Linked DNA regions of Drosophila melanogaster: region 2 is linked to region 1. Evidence: chromatin contacts called from public Hi-C data. All regions are on one chromosome and are shown on one strand. The core of a region is the stretch at or near the end of the contact, and the rest is flanking DNA. Distances in the headings are between cores, read along the strand shown.

Region 1 (6,212 bases), core at 1,094-3,593:
TTATAGTCAATATTTTAAATGTTTTTACCTGAAAATGTTGCTTACATATTTTGTTACAAATTAAATTTCATTTTATCTTTTATTTTAGAATAGCGCAAAAAATTGTGCAACAATAAAATGTTAATTCCAATAAAGACGTAAAGAATGTCTATTTAATTTATTTTTACCAAGTTTAACATCTTGGTGGCATATTTAATTCGACCGTTTGGTTCTGCAATAAATTCTATTGTGCTACGCTCAAATAAAAGATTGAATAGTCTTCAAAAAATATAATTTGTAATACGTACAAACAAAAAGAGTAGTAAATATTTTTGTACACAGTTTGTAAGGACTTGCATTTAACTTATAATTGGCGGCTAATACATTTACAACGAATGTTTTACTAATTCAAACGAGGTATCACTTCAATTGGGAAACAAAAACAAATAATTTATGCAAAACAACAATAAGAATTAATATAGATGTAAAATATAAATACGTTCACCTAATTTAAAATTTATAATTATAAGTATAATACAAAAGTAATTAAAAGAGAAGTAAGCGCCCAATAACAAACATTAAACAACAAAAAACAAAATATTAACAATATGAAAATATCCGTATTGTGTTCGACAAAAAGTAATATATCTTAAAGTACATTTCATATATCGACTTAGATCGGCATTCCCATTTTACTGATTAGTATTCACATTAAAGGGCCAACTTAAGAACCGAGAGCCCTAAATTTATATGAGAAATATTTATGGAAATATAAGTATATCAACTTATATACTAATGTATCACTAAATGGTTATATAATAAATTTTTCGGAAATAAATAAATTGGTTGGCTTATTAGTAAAAGGGGGGGGGGGGGGGGGTTGACATTATGAGTTTATACCGAAAGCTTAGGTATATCGAAACCCATATTCTATTAAAAAAAAAAAAACAAGAGAACGCTTTAGACGTGTAATCCAGATAAGATCGTATGACTCCTTGGCGATGGTACTCCTTAGCGAGCCTAAGTTTTTGGCAAAATGCCGTAATTTTTTTCAAGAGTTTTTATCTTCACCCACTCTATATTCGGAATGTCACACAATCATCTCACGACTATCCCCTTTAAGTGCTTACCTATCATCAGCTAATGTTGGAGCACTTGTCAAAATTATTATTATTGACAACTCCTAAGTACTCTTGCAAACGTTTAGAAGCCAATCCTGCGACAAGTAGTGTTAATAGAAGATTCGAAAATAACGCATAAGAAAAATAAGTTCTTTTTGGCACTCAACCAAGCATTCGAGCTTATATCGTAGGAACTAATCGGAATAAGTTTCAAAACTAACCAATTCTAGCATATTTTTTTTTAACACTATGTAGATGGAGATAGAGAAAGTGAGCGCTGTAACGCCACTGCGCTGCATTGCTACTTGTATATCTATATTTCTCTGGCACGTTATTTAACTTTTAATTATTATGAAATAAGTTCTGTGTGCTTTGCGAAACGTAAGGTTAGCCTTTGTTCTAATCAACATTATTCATACAAATCCTTACTTGTCTTGAAAAGAACAGCATATGGAAGTCTCGTTTGCACACGCACAAAGCCGTTCACTGTAAAATATTCTATATGCTCACGATGCACGGGATATGAACACCTTTATACATTTAGCTGTGTATTCAAATTAGGTAATCACACAACCGTAAATGATCCACATGTAGCCTCCGTTCAGACTATATTTGTCTGACGGTGCCATTTGTTATTCACTCAATTTTTATCAAAACTTAAGGTACTTAGTTTATTTTAACCGTGTATTTCTTTATGCGTCATACAATCATTTTATTTAAAACGATTATTTTTTGTTTGCTTTTCATTTGTAATTCGTAATGCACAGTTTAAAATATATTGTTTCGCTCTATACTTATCTTATACGGTAATGTAGGAATTCATTTTTAAATATTTTTTAATTTTTTACTGTTTTTAATTGCGATCTATTTATTAATTTGGGAATCATCAGCATGCAATCTGACCTATTTTACATTTTAAAAATGTAAATTTTATATCAAATTTGGGAATTGTACTTTAAACTAGCCTTCTCAAACAGATCCATATTCCTTTGCGTTAATTTATTTACATAGCATATGTATTAGTTCTATTTTCAAAGAACACTTTCGAATTTTGTTCGCTAAGAACAGCTGCAACCCTCGACAGACATATTTGGTATAACACTTAAAACCAGATTATGGTTATCGTCAAAATATAACAAACTTAAGGAACTCATTTTTGTCGGCGAGCAACACGGTGTGGCCGATGTCGTTAAGGCTGCTAAATGTGTATGGGGATATTGCTCTAGGTAACCAACTTTGCAGTCACCACTGCAGAAGTATGCGTCAAAGGACGTTGGTGCTACAACGAAATGCCATCCAAAGCTGGTGAAATTAACTTTGAGGGGATATCGACAACAGCGCATGTCATGATCATTTTCTGTGCAGTCCATATATACGCTGCGCTTTCTTCGATGCTTTTTTTGCGACCCAATTTCTATGTGAACAGTCTGAAATATTAAAAATATATTTAGTAGAGTAAGTGTATTCAACTTCATTATAAATGGCTTCTAACCAATGGATTTTTCGATGTGTTGTCTGTGGTCACCACTAATGACTTCATCCAGGTTTCTGCGCCCTTTATTAGAATTTCTTGCGTCATATTAGACCCAAGATTACCAAGCAGAGACTTTAAGTCCACAGCAACCCATTGTCCAAGTCCTGACGGAATACTATGTCGAAACTCAAACATTTTGACTTTAGGATTAAAGCTTGTTGTATTTGCAACCCTAATAGCGCGGTGAATAGTCACAACAATATCTTTACGTGGCTGTTTTTTAATTTCTTCAAGAAGTCCAGGTTGATGAGCACTTATCCAATCCCAACCACGTAAATATAGATGAAGGGTAGCGTAAGACAAGTCTGAGTAGCTACTGTCAATTTGAAACCGAAAAACATCGACCTTGCGATTGTGCCGAACATGAGGTTGAATTTCTAAAAGAACGAAAATATAAACGAAAATTATTAATTTTTTCATTGAAATTTGATTTCTTAAAAGCAAAAATTGGGTATTGATTAATGTTTGTTGTAAACAGTTCATTTTTTGTATGTTAAAGGGGTCAATGCCACTTGTCTTTTACCTCGTCAAGATTTTAGGAAATGTGTCGATTCTTTTTTGAAAATACACTACGCCAATGAATTTTGGGAAAACAATTTCTAAAGATAGAGAAGAAGTCATATGTATTTTTGCTTGCTTTCTCTTATTAAAGGAAAAAAGTTCGAAATCTAAACCTATAACCAAATCGGGCCCAAAAAAGATATAAATATAAGATAAATGATTATGCTTCTTACTTACAAAAAGTCTAGAAATATATTTACACAGATTTTAGTGACGTTATATATGCTTTTTACTTCTCTTAAGCTCTCCTTGTCTTTTCCTCCCTTTATCTATACCTACTCTTATATATAATATCTTCTCTTATTCAATATCTTCCTATATCTATATCTACTTTAAGAATGCTGTTTACTTACCCTCGGGAAATATGTATATACTGCTGATGTGAGACAAAATACTCTCGTACTCCTCATCGTTGGTATTAATAGGAATGTCCGACTTTTTAGCTTGATTTTTATTCAAATCTATCAGAAATTCATTAACAGTGTTAGCATCATCTCCCTGCATTTGGGAGGATGAACTTTCATCAAAAAAATCAGTCATTATGTGGTCGCCATAAGTGTCATTTATAGACAAATGAGATTCGTCAATGCTTTCCATGCGATTCCAAACAGTAGTTTTTGAAGATGCATTATAATCTCTATAAAAGTTATCTATTATATTTTGTGGTACTGAAATTGGTTTTGTTATATTGGGAAGTTTTTTTAAATTCAAGCGCATAAGTATGTGCATTTTAATCGATTCTATACTATCCACTTTGGCTTTCTCACGCAACTGACGCTGTAGCATACTTTCTATATTTATTAAGGTATTGCGATACAAAGATACACTTTGAACTCTTGATAAATCTCCATGCTCTGATACCTTTGCTAAAGGGGTACTTTTTTTCCCCGGTTTACTTTGTACTTTCATTTGGAATATTCCCATATTTTCATTTATTTTATCATCCGCCGATATTGAAGAAGAACCATTTTTTTCTGATAGTACTTTTGCACTATTGTTTGTTTCGTTACTCAACATAACCATTTCCGGACTATCGTTGTTGGAAGAATTACTGAAGCTTTTATTTTCTGGCTGAGCATAAGCATTGACTGCAGTCGATAAAATTAAGAGTACGGTGACCGTGACATATCGAGTTACACGGAAATTACCTCTCTTATGTCCAAGAATATTCATTCGCCCGATATTTATTTTTTTTGAGTCAAGATTAAATCTGTAAGAACCTGGAAACTGGATTTCGTTGGAGTTCACTTCTATGTGAACTGTTGTATCTGATGTGTTCTGTCGAGTTTTTTTCTTTAGGGTTCTATGATGCTGATCATGGGTTTTATATTTTCTCCAACCGCAGCATGAGTTGGCCAGCATGATTTTTGATCAAACCGTTGATGAATGCTGAAAAGGACTTGTATTTATAAATATACTTGATATATTTTAAAATAAGAAAAAATAAAAATAATAATTATTATTTATTTTTGGAGACAGCGGCTGGTGATCTTGTCATCCAATCAACTTGGCTCTTGTTGGCCTTATTTTACAATTTTTTTAAAAATCAAATCGCGAAATACAAGCTGTTAGATAATCCCCTGCTGTATTCGATTAAGTCGGATTCCCAAGGTAATACCTTAAACAGCTGTGCAGAGAAAAAAGAAGAGCGCACCCCTTTAAACCCTATTAAAGCATTAGCACGGAAGTCAATGATTCCCCTTCGCGAGTCAATACAAAAAAAAAAAAAAAAAAAAATTGAATAGCTTACGCCACTGACGATCTCTAACTTCAAAAATATTAAAATTATTGGCAAAATTTGGACAATATAATATTTCGGTTTTAAATTGATAGACTTTTGACGATCATATCATATAGCTAACTGTTGAAAAAAATTATAGACTCGTTGTTTTCAAATAAAAAGAGTTCTTCTTCAGTATGCACATTTTTTTGAAAATATATAATTTAGGTTTTTAATCGATCAAAATCAGACGACCATACACTTATATACCTGCCATAGGGAAAAATGGCTCTATGGCTATAAAGCTTAGGAAAAAACACTGACAATTGTAAAACCATTTTTCGTCACAAATCGGCACGGTGAGGCTGCGATCGTCACTTGATTTGTGTGCTCGTGAATATTCTAAAACTCGGAATAACGGAATAATAACCTTCAAAAACTTGTTTCAGGCTACGAAAAAACTTACTTTGAATATAGTAGAAGTATAAAATCCTGCAGCACCGGATATAATGATTTTTAAAAATTAAAAATCATATCTGCATTGTTTGATCCGCCTTGGAAGCGCGATGCGCCAGCAGAAAATGACCACCCTAATGTGCACACAGTCGTAAAAGTTAGTTCAAGCTACATATGTACATGCACATATGCAAAGCCCGTTCATAAACGTTTCACATGAGTCCTCTTTATGACCACTATTGTATTCAATTAAAACCATTTATAAACATAATAAATTATTGTGCTCTTGAACTTCAGTTCATCGCTGAAAGTGCATTATTCCCCTTTTACAAGCAGAACAACGTAAATGAGATATATCATATGTATGTACATACGTAAATTATACATACATACAGAATAAATAGCATGCATATAAGCACATATGTACATTTTTAAAGCTGTGTATGTACAAAGTTATGTACATTTAGCGATAACAAACTTTTTAAACACCTACCAATTGTACATAAGTAGATATATACTTATCTATCGGTATTTATTTTATTTTTATACACTTGTACAACCAAAATCTATTTTGAAACTAGGCAATTGTGTGTTTTAATATATGTATAGTATATATTATTAAATGTTTTATATTGAAGTAACAGTGGGCCTACGGTTTCGAACATTATTCTTTTGCAATCCGCTTTTGTTAAATTTATTATTCATTGTCCAAAAACACATAGTTTGAAAAAATTGTGTATTCAATTGCGCACTAAATAATAATAATTTATTTCTCATAGAGAACCAATATTTGAAAACCCGCAGAGATTCTGTACTGCTGTGCGATTGAGCGACGAAGTAG
Region 2 (6,680 bases), core at 2,286-4,785, 540 kb after region 1:
CATCAGACATCGTTCGAACCGTACAATATCGAGGATACCCCTTTGGACTGAAAAACGATTTTGACCTCTTCGAGCTGGCTAGTATATTTTTATTGGGCATTCCTAAAACTTCAATGATGCAAGCCAACTGATCGCTTTCGTTTTCACCAGGAAACAATGCATGGCCTGAAAGCAGCTCTGCTAAAATACAACCCAACGACCACATGTCGATAGCTCTGCCATATTTTCCCCCCAAAATTACCTCTGGAGCGCGATAAAAACGAGACTGGATATATGTGTATATACGCTGGTTCTCGAAGCATGACGACCCAAAGTCAATTACCTTTAAATAAACAGAAGATATAAAATTATAATTCCTACCCAAATACAAATTGGCAATTATTACACTGCCATAGGAAGTCGGAAAAGGAATGGAAAATGTAAGCAAGAAAATCTTATTGTTTTACGTATTAAGTCCAGATAAATGTCAATATTCTCTATCCCTGCTTTTCGAAATCTTAAAGAGTGCAAACTGCTCTTTTGAGGTACTTTTACCTGCTCGCTTTGCAAGTTTGGGAATATGTATAGTTTACTTTGTACACTTGTTCGAATTAAAATACTTATAGACACACAAATGTTGTCTGTTTCCAACACAAAAGCCGTAATTTAACAAAGGCCGGGCAAGTAAAAAAATAATTCTTGGCTATGTAAAATAATTGAACACTTTAAGTACGCTGGCTTAAGTGGCCAAACGCGTGTTGTAATGTTTTTCTCGGGGTTGCAAACGACTAACCTGAAGCTAGCTTCCATCGTCGGATGGTATAATGGAAAAAGAGATTGAAGCTAGGATTAAACAAGAGAGAATGTATATATGTATATTCGAGTTCCCCGACTATCAGACACCCGTCACTCAGCTAGTGGGAATGTAAACGTGAAATTTCATAATTTTTTCGGGTTATCGATAGATATTTAATTTAAAAATTGTTTAATAGTGTGGTCATGACCGTTTCTGGCGTTTTGTATTTGTAGTTGGCGTGGCCAAGGTGTTTTTGGTATACAGATAAGAATTGGCAAGTCAAACAAAATAAAACGAAGAAATATCAAAACATTTTTCAAAAGAGTGGGCGTGGAAGTTTTGGGCGTTAGAGTGACCTTGGCAGCAAGGGTCAACAAACTTGCTCTGCGTATATGTCTCTCGAATCTGTATGCTTAATCTCAACCATCTAGCTTTTATAGTTCCTGAGATCGAGAAGTTCATGGCCAGATCTATTCACCTATTGATCCTGATCAAGAATATACTTTATACTTTTCAACAATCTAGTATACACTTTACTTAACGAGTATCGCGCGCTCGGGACCCTTATACGGGCGGTCATGGCTATATCCTAGCTTTTATTTTATTATCCTTCTATCCCTTTATCTTCGAGTAAGTGTCATATATATAATCGATCCTGTATACTTTACTAAGTTCCGTCATTTTTAAGCGACGTACTTACCTTTATACCAGAACGTCCTTGTTGCTTGAGTAGCACATTTTCTGGTTTCATATCGCAATGAATAATATCATTTTTATATAGTGCATCCAAACATTGTAGCAAAGAGTGTGCAAACTTTCGCACCAGCTGCAAACTGAAGCCTTTAAATCCATTTTTCTTAATTAATTCGTAAAGATTTATGCTGAGCAGCTCAAATGTAATGCATGTATGATTGCGGAAAGTAAAGTAATCAAACATGTGTATGATGTTCATAGTATTATATTTATCGTGACGGCGTAAATGATGAAGAATGCGAATTTCCTCTTGGGCCTGGCGGTGAAACCGCTTTTCATTGCGCACTATTTTTAAGGCAACATGTTCGTGAGTTTTATGATCATACGCTTTAATGACCTGTCCAAAGCTACCTTTTCCGATTATCTTTAGCATTTCATACCGATATGCTACGTGATCATGCGGTACATGAATGTAAGCGCCTTGTTCATTGTCGTATTCAGAATTATTTGGGCCATAGACTCCTGGGCGCTTCTTAGCGTTGGCGCCAATAAAATATATCTGCGGATAAGTTAGTATTTCTGTTCGCTCGTATGGAGTTAGTTTATTCATATATAAAATCATTACTTGTTGTGGGGAAACTACCAGAACCTTCGGTTTCTCGTGTAATTCACATTTTTGTTGGCCAGACATAATAATTTGTTCGTGAAATAAAAAGGTGTGGTTTTCCATTACAGAAGATTCTTTGACTGAAATTAGCGATTCACATTCGGGTTCCGACTTTGATTTCGAATTTTCCGAAATCGTACGCAAAAACAACCCAGGAACATCTTTTGTCTTTGATGGAGATGTTACATTAGGCAACGATATTGCTATAATTTTTAATTTAATTAAAAGGATCATTTAAATACTTATTAGTGACAAAAAATTTTTTACCTTGAATAGACTCTGAAATTTCGCAGCAATCGAAAATGGGTAAAATTTGAATATCTCCAGGGTAATTGGCAATATTATTTGATGGCTGCGTGGGAAAGTCTTCTTTACTATCATTGAGCATTGCCAATGGTTCAAAGCATCGGGTTAAATATTGTAATCCACTGTCCCGGTATTGATGACGGTTGGCTTTTTCAGTATTATTTTGAGCGATACCAGTATGTGTTAAATTTTGGTTAATCATCTGAATTTGTATCTGAGGTAGTGATGTAGGAGGTGAAAGTGCTTTTGAGAGTTGTGTGTTTTCCAGATGAGTTGTGTTTAAATTATTTTTGTCTGTTGCGGGTGTTTCAGATAATTCGATATGATTGTTTTTTTTTTCTTGAGAACCGACCATAGTGCGCTTGTTTATGGTAGTTATTAAATCCGATTTTATGTAGATTGTTATAAATTAGTTTATTACATTTCGGGTGTTCCCAGGATACAGAATTATTTAATGTGTTTTATAACAACACAGTTTTCATTAAACTAGTTTGCCGCAACTGGAATAAGAAATATTTGGTTTAATAACGATTGTGTGCCTTAATATACATTTTAGTCGGCAATGCACTCTACTTTAAAAAAATATCCTATTATCGTATCAAAATTGATTTTGTTTTTTAACTTTCCGATCTTGGTTTTTTCTAAATACTTTTTATTTGTGTAAATAGTTTGTATATATGTACTTACATCTGCATATACATAACGAACAGTTGAAAGGCACAGCCAAAATAAATAGTAATATATATTGAGGTTATAAACTTCGGCACTTGTGCTTAAATTTATTATTTTTGTATTGCTATACCTTTAATTAATTAAATATAATAATACCTTAATAAGTATATTGTCAACACTTAATTGAGTTTATGTCCATGTACATACATACATATATGTACAAATATTGCACATCGATGAAGACTGTATCAGAACAGTTTGATTAAACATTAACCGAGAGCTATAATATTTGATGTATTGCAATGATTTGTATTGTATACTTTACAAATAGGTAAAACCAGATATTTGTTTATCGTACAATTTCATTTGAATACACAATTTTCAAAGCGACCCGAACAAAGAGAAGAACAGTGTGACCGTGTTAAAACAGTTTTAACATGCCACCTGGCTCACATGTACTCACAATAGCGTTTGAAGCACGTTTTATAACCATAATCAACGGAGTACCATATAAAATGACTTCGGTGGTCCAGAATAAAGTTCTTTAGAACTTGTTTCGCAACTCAAACATAGGAACCACTTAGCATACAACAGCTCTAATATCAAAGTTTGTGACGAAAATTGAATAAATCAATACTTAGTCCACCGGACCGTTTTCGAGCGGAAATCGACTTTATATATAATTTGCAGGGCAATCGTTTGCCCATATAATGCGAGTCAAATCGTAAGAACACGTGTGGTATTGTAACATACATATATAATTCATGGGAATATTTATTCCTGTTTTCCCATTTTACTATTATGATTTTAAAAAGGTCGTATAACATTTTTTTAGTTTAGATCATTCATGCATGGCCCTAAGAAAGCGTTGTTATTCGCTTATAATGATCATTATGTCATTAGGGTTAATTTTTACGAATGGGCGAAAGAGCTGTTGTTTTAGGACAAATACTTTACTTAATATTTATCAAATCATTATTTGTTGTGAATATTTCTATCGATTTGCCAACAAATATGTATAAGTTAAATCAAGGCAAGTCTCTAATGTCCTAGTATCAATGTTTTGTGCTCATTGTTTATAGTGTTTTATGACTCGAATGCTATTTTGTCAAGCATGGCGGGCAGTAAAACAGTCAAATGCAATGCATATAGTCCAGAAACTAACTTTTGACTCAGATTAATTTTTTAAAGATTTAACTGTTTTCTGTTTTAATTTTTATATAAGTAACGAGTTGACTATGGAGTTCCACCACGTTTTTATTTGTCTTGACAGTTTCTATTGATCTGTAAAAAATATTCCATTTCTTTGAACTAAATAAACTAAGGTAGATATAATTTCCAAAACGTTTATCAAATAGTTATTAAGAAATTCATCTTAACCAAAATAAAAAGTATTTTAAGAATCCCTTCAACTACAAAATTTAGGCATAATTTAAATCTAATTGTGTTTCAGACAGTCCTGCTTTACTTAAATTATTGAAAATCAGAAACTTCTGCAAATCATCAACCAAATCGTCGAAAACAGTAGTTGTAACGGGAGTGCTAAGGTTACCACCATCGAAGTTATCGATAGTTCCATCGATTTTTTTTGCTTCTCCAACTTAACTATTCTTCAAACGGAAATCCATTTATTCATATGTGAAAATAGAGAACTGTATAAATAGAAGTAGATAATTTGTGAAATAAACCTGATGTCGCCTTGAAAATACATAAAAAACTTATATTTTTGTCAATAATTATACTATGAATTTCGTTTGTCATTCACATAGTAAATGAATTCAAAGTTTTGTTATCGTGTAACTCGAATTCATATAAATAGTGATAAAGTTTGTTCATAATTTAAAGCTATATTATAAGCACCATACATTACCGAACGACAAGCATAAATCTAATATTTAAGGTATTTGAAGCAATTAACCTTCCCAAAGAAATTGCTCTATTCTTCAACCCTTAAGGGTGGTGGTGAACAAATATATACATATTTCAGATGGTGGTGTGTTACAAATAAAAATAAAAGGTTTTTTTAACTTAGCGAAAATAAGAATTCGTTTGAAAACCCATCAACTATGGTTATTTTTGTTCTAAGTTATAAGGCATACATTCACCTTTTTTTTAAATTCCCCATCAAATAGCGTATTATAAATGTAAACAAACGATTTATAAGTATAATTTCAATAAGTAAAAGAAACAAGCTAAAGTTATCGTTGTTTTAATCAGTACAATAATAACAATGTAATAATGTAATAGTAATATCATACTCATGTTTCCACGCCCAATCTAACGCCCACAAAAATGGTTTGATATTTTTTCATATTTTTATTACTCTTGTAAATTTTTATCGATTTGCCAGATTAAGTATACAGATTCTAGACATAGAATTAGCGCTAGTTTATTGACCAATGTTGCCACGCCCACAAACCGCCGAGAGCTGCCAGTTAAAAAACTCAATGAAAACTGGTGATGTGCATTATAAAAAAAATAGTAAAAAAGGTAACTACATCGATAATGTGAATTAAACTGGGTAATTTGTGCAACATTATACACTACACATAATGCTATGAAAGTCATCAAATACCATGATTTCAAGTGACTGACGTACGTCAACAGGAACCATTGATGGATAATGCAAGTCAAATCGATAGAAATTTACAAGGCCAATAAAATGATGAAAAATTTCGAAAAATCGTTTAAAAGTGTGGGCGTAGCAGTTTTAGGGGGTTGCTGGCGTGGCAAAAATTTTGTTTTGCAAATCGATAGAAATTTACAAGACTATTAAAAATGTTACGAGGGTATACAAATTTCGTCTTTTAATATGATTTTGAATTCTTTTATTTTTAGGATTAAAAAACAAGTAATCGCGTTCCGCTTATTTTTTTACCATGATTGATCCTAGTTCAAGTGAGGAAGAAGGAGAAGATGACGCTGTTCCTAACGTTTCATCAAAAGGACGTCTTACAAATACGACCAAAGGAACAAGTGCCGTTTCTATAATTGGAGGATCTGCAGGATCCGTCGTAGGATCAAACATTCCTGTATCTGGCTCTAATACAGATTTGATCGGAAATCAAAGACAATCTAATATAAGTTCTATTTGTAACCGCAACGATGTTGGGAACATTAGTGTAGCAGCTTTAGGATCAACCTCTAACAAAATTGAGCAAATATGTGGCAACCGAGCTGATACCGGAAATCTTGAAGTTCCCAGTAATGGTATTCCGAGGTTGGTAATGTTCATACAACGCATTATTTTCAAACACATTGCAACAACAATTTCTGTACATTGTGTTCGTGTTTTAATTAATGCCCAATTTTTTTTTACTTTTTATTATTTTTTTATTTTAAAATACATTTTATTCTTATGGGAGGGTAAAGGGCACGAAATATTTAGTTATTTTGTTTGTCCAAGTGAGTGCAGAAACTTTCGAAGTCAAATGACCGTGTGCACGGTAGCCTGCAATATATAGTTAAAGTTTAAGATAAAGCCAATAAAATGATGATGAAAAATATGTTATTGAAGGAGTTAAGCAAAAATAAAAAACATGGAAGAGTATAATCGAGTTCCAAGAT

The links. A called contact is a pair of places that touch in the nucleus more often than the background predicts.
Region 2: a Hi-C map of the Kc167 cell line shows a contact between it and region 1, with 2.2 times the contacts expected there. The contact joins the promoter of Dyrk3 here to the enhancer-like site in region 1. A contact is called at or near these places in 3 of 107 Hi-C or Micro-C datasets (the Kc167 cell line, embryo and eye imaginal disc).

The regions. Positions count from the first base shown.
Region 1 is chr4:689,833-696,044 of dm6, forward strand. It overlaps myo (myoglianin), which reads right to left. Exons shown (of 5, transcript NM_166788.2): 1 at 5,865-6,212; 2 at 5,382-5,505; 3 at 3,549-4,584; 4 at 2,593-3,011; 5 at 854-2,527. The coding sequence starts at 4,557. The coding sequence ends at 2,159. CG11360 reads left to right here. Exons shown (of 4, transcript NM_001272139.1): 4 at 1-818. Among named protein-coding and RNA genes, the nearest start is that of myo, 3.1 kb to the right of the region's middle. Within about 2 kb of position 2,344, at least 4 of the 39 cell types and tissues checked have an H3K27ac peak or open chromatin away from gene starts, as enhancers often do. A contact at or near this core is called in the Kc167 cell line, where this site is marked.
Region 2 is chr4:1,227,178-1,233,857 of dm6, forward strand. It overlaps Dyrk3 (Dual-specificity tyrosine phosphorylation-regulated kinase 3), which reads right to left and starts at 3,536. Exons shown (of 7, transcript NM_001038725.2): 1 at 3,321-3,536; 2 at 3,129-3,243; 3 at 2,403-2,941; 4 at 1,476-2,338; 5 at 1-322. The coding sequence starts at 2,796. It overlaps Cadps (Calcium-dependent secretion activator), which reads left to right and starts at 3,660. Exons shown (of 23, transcript NM_001031858.2): 1 at 3,660-3,837; 2 at 5,952-6,333. The coding sequence starts at 5,993.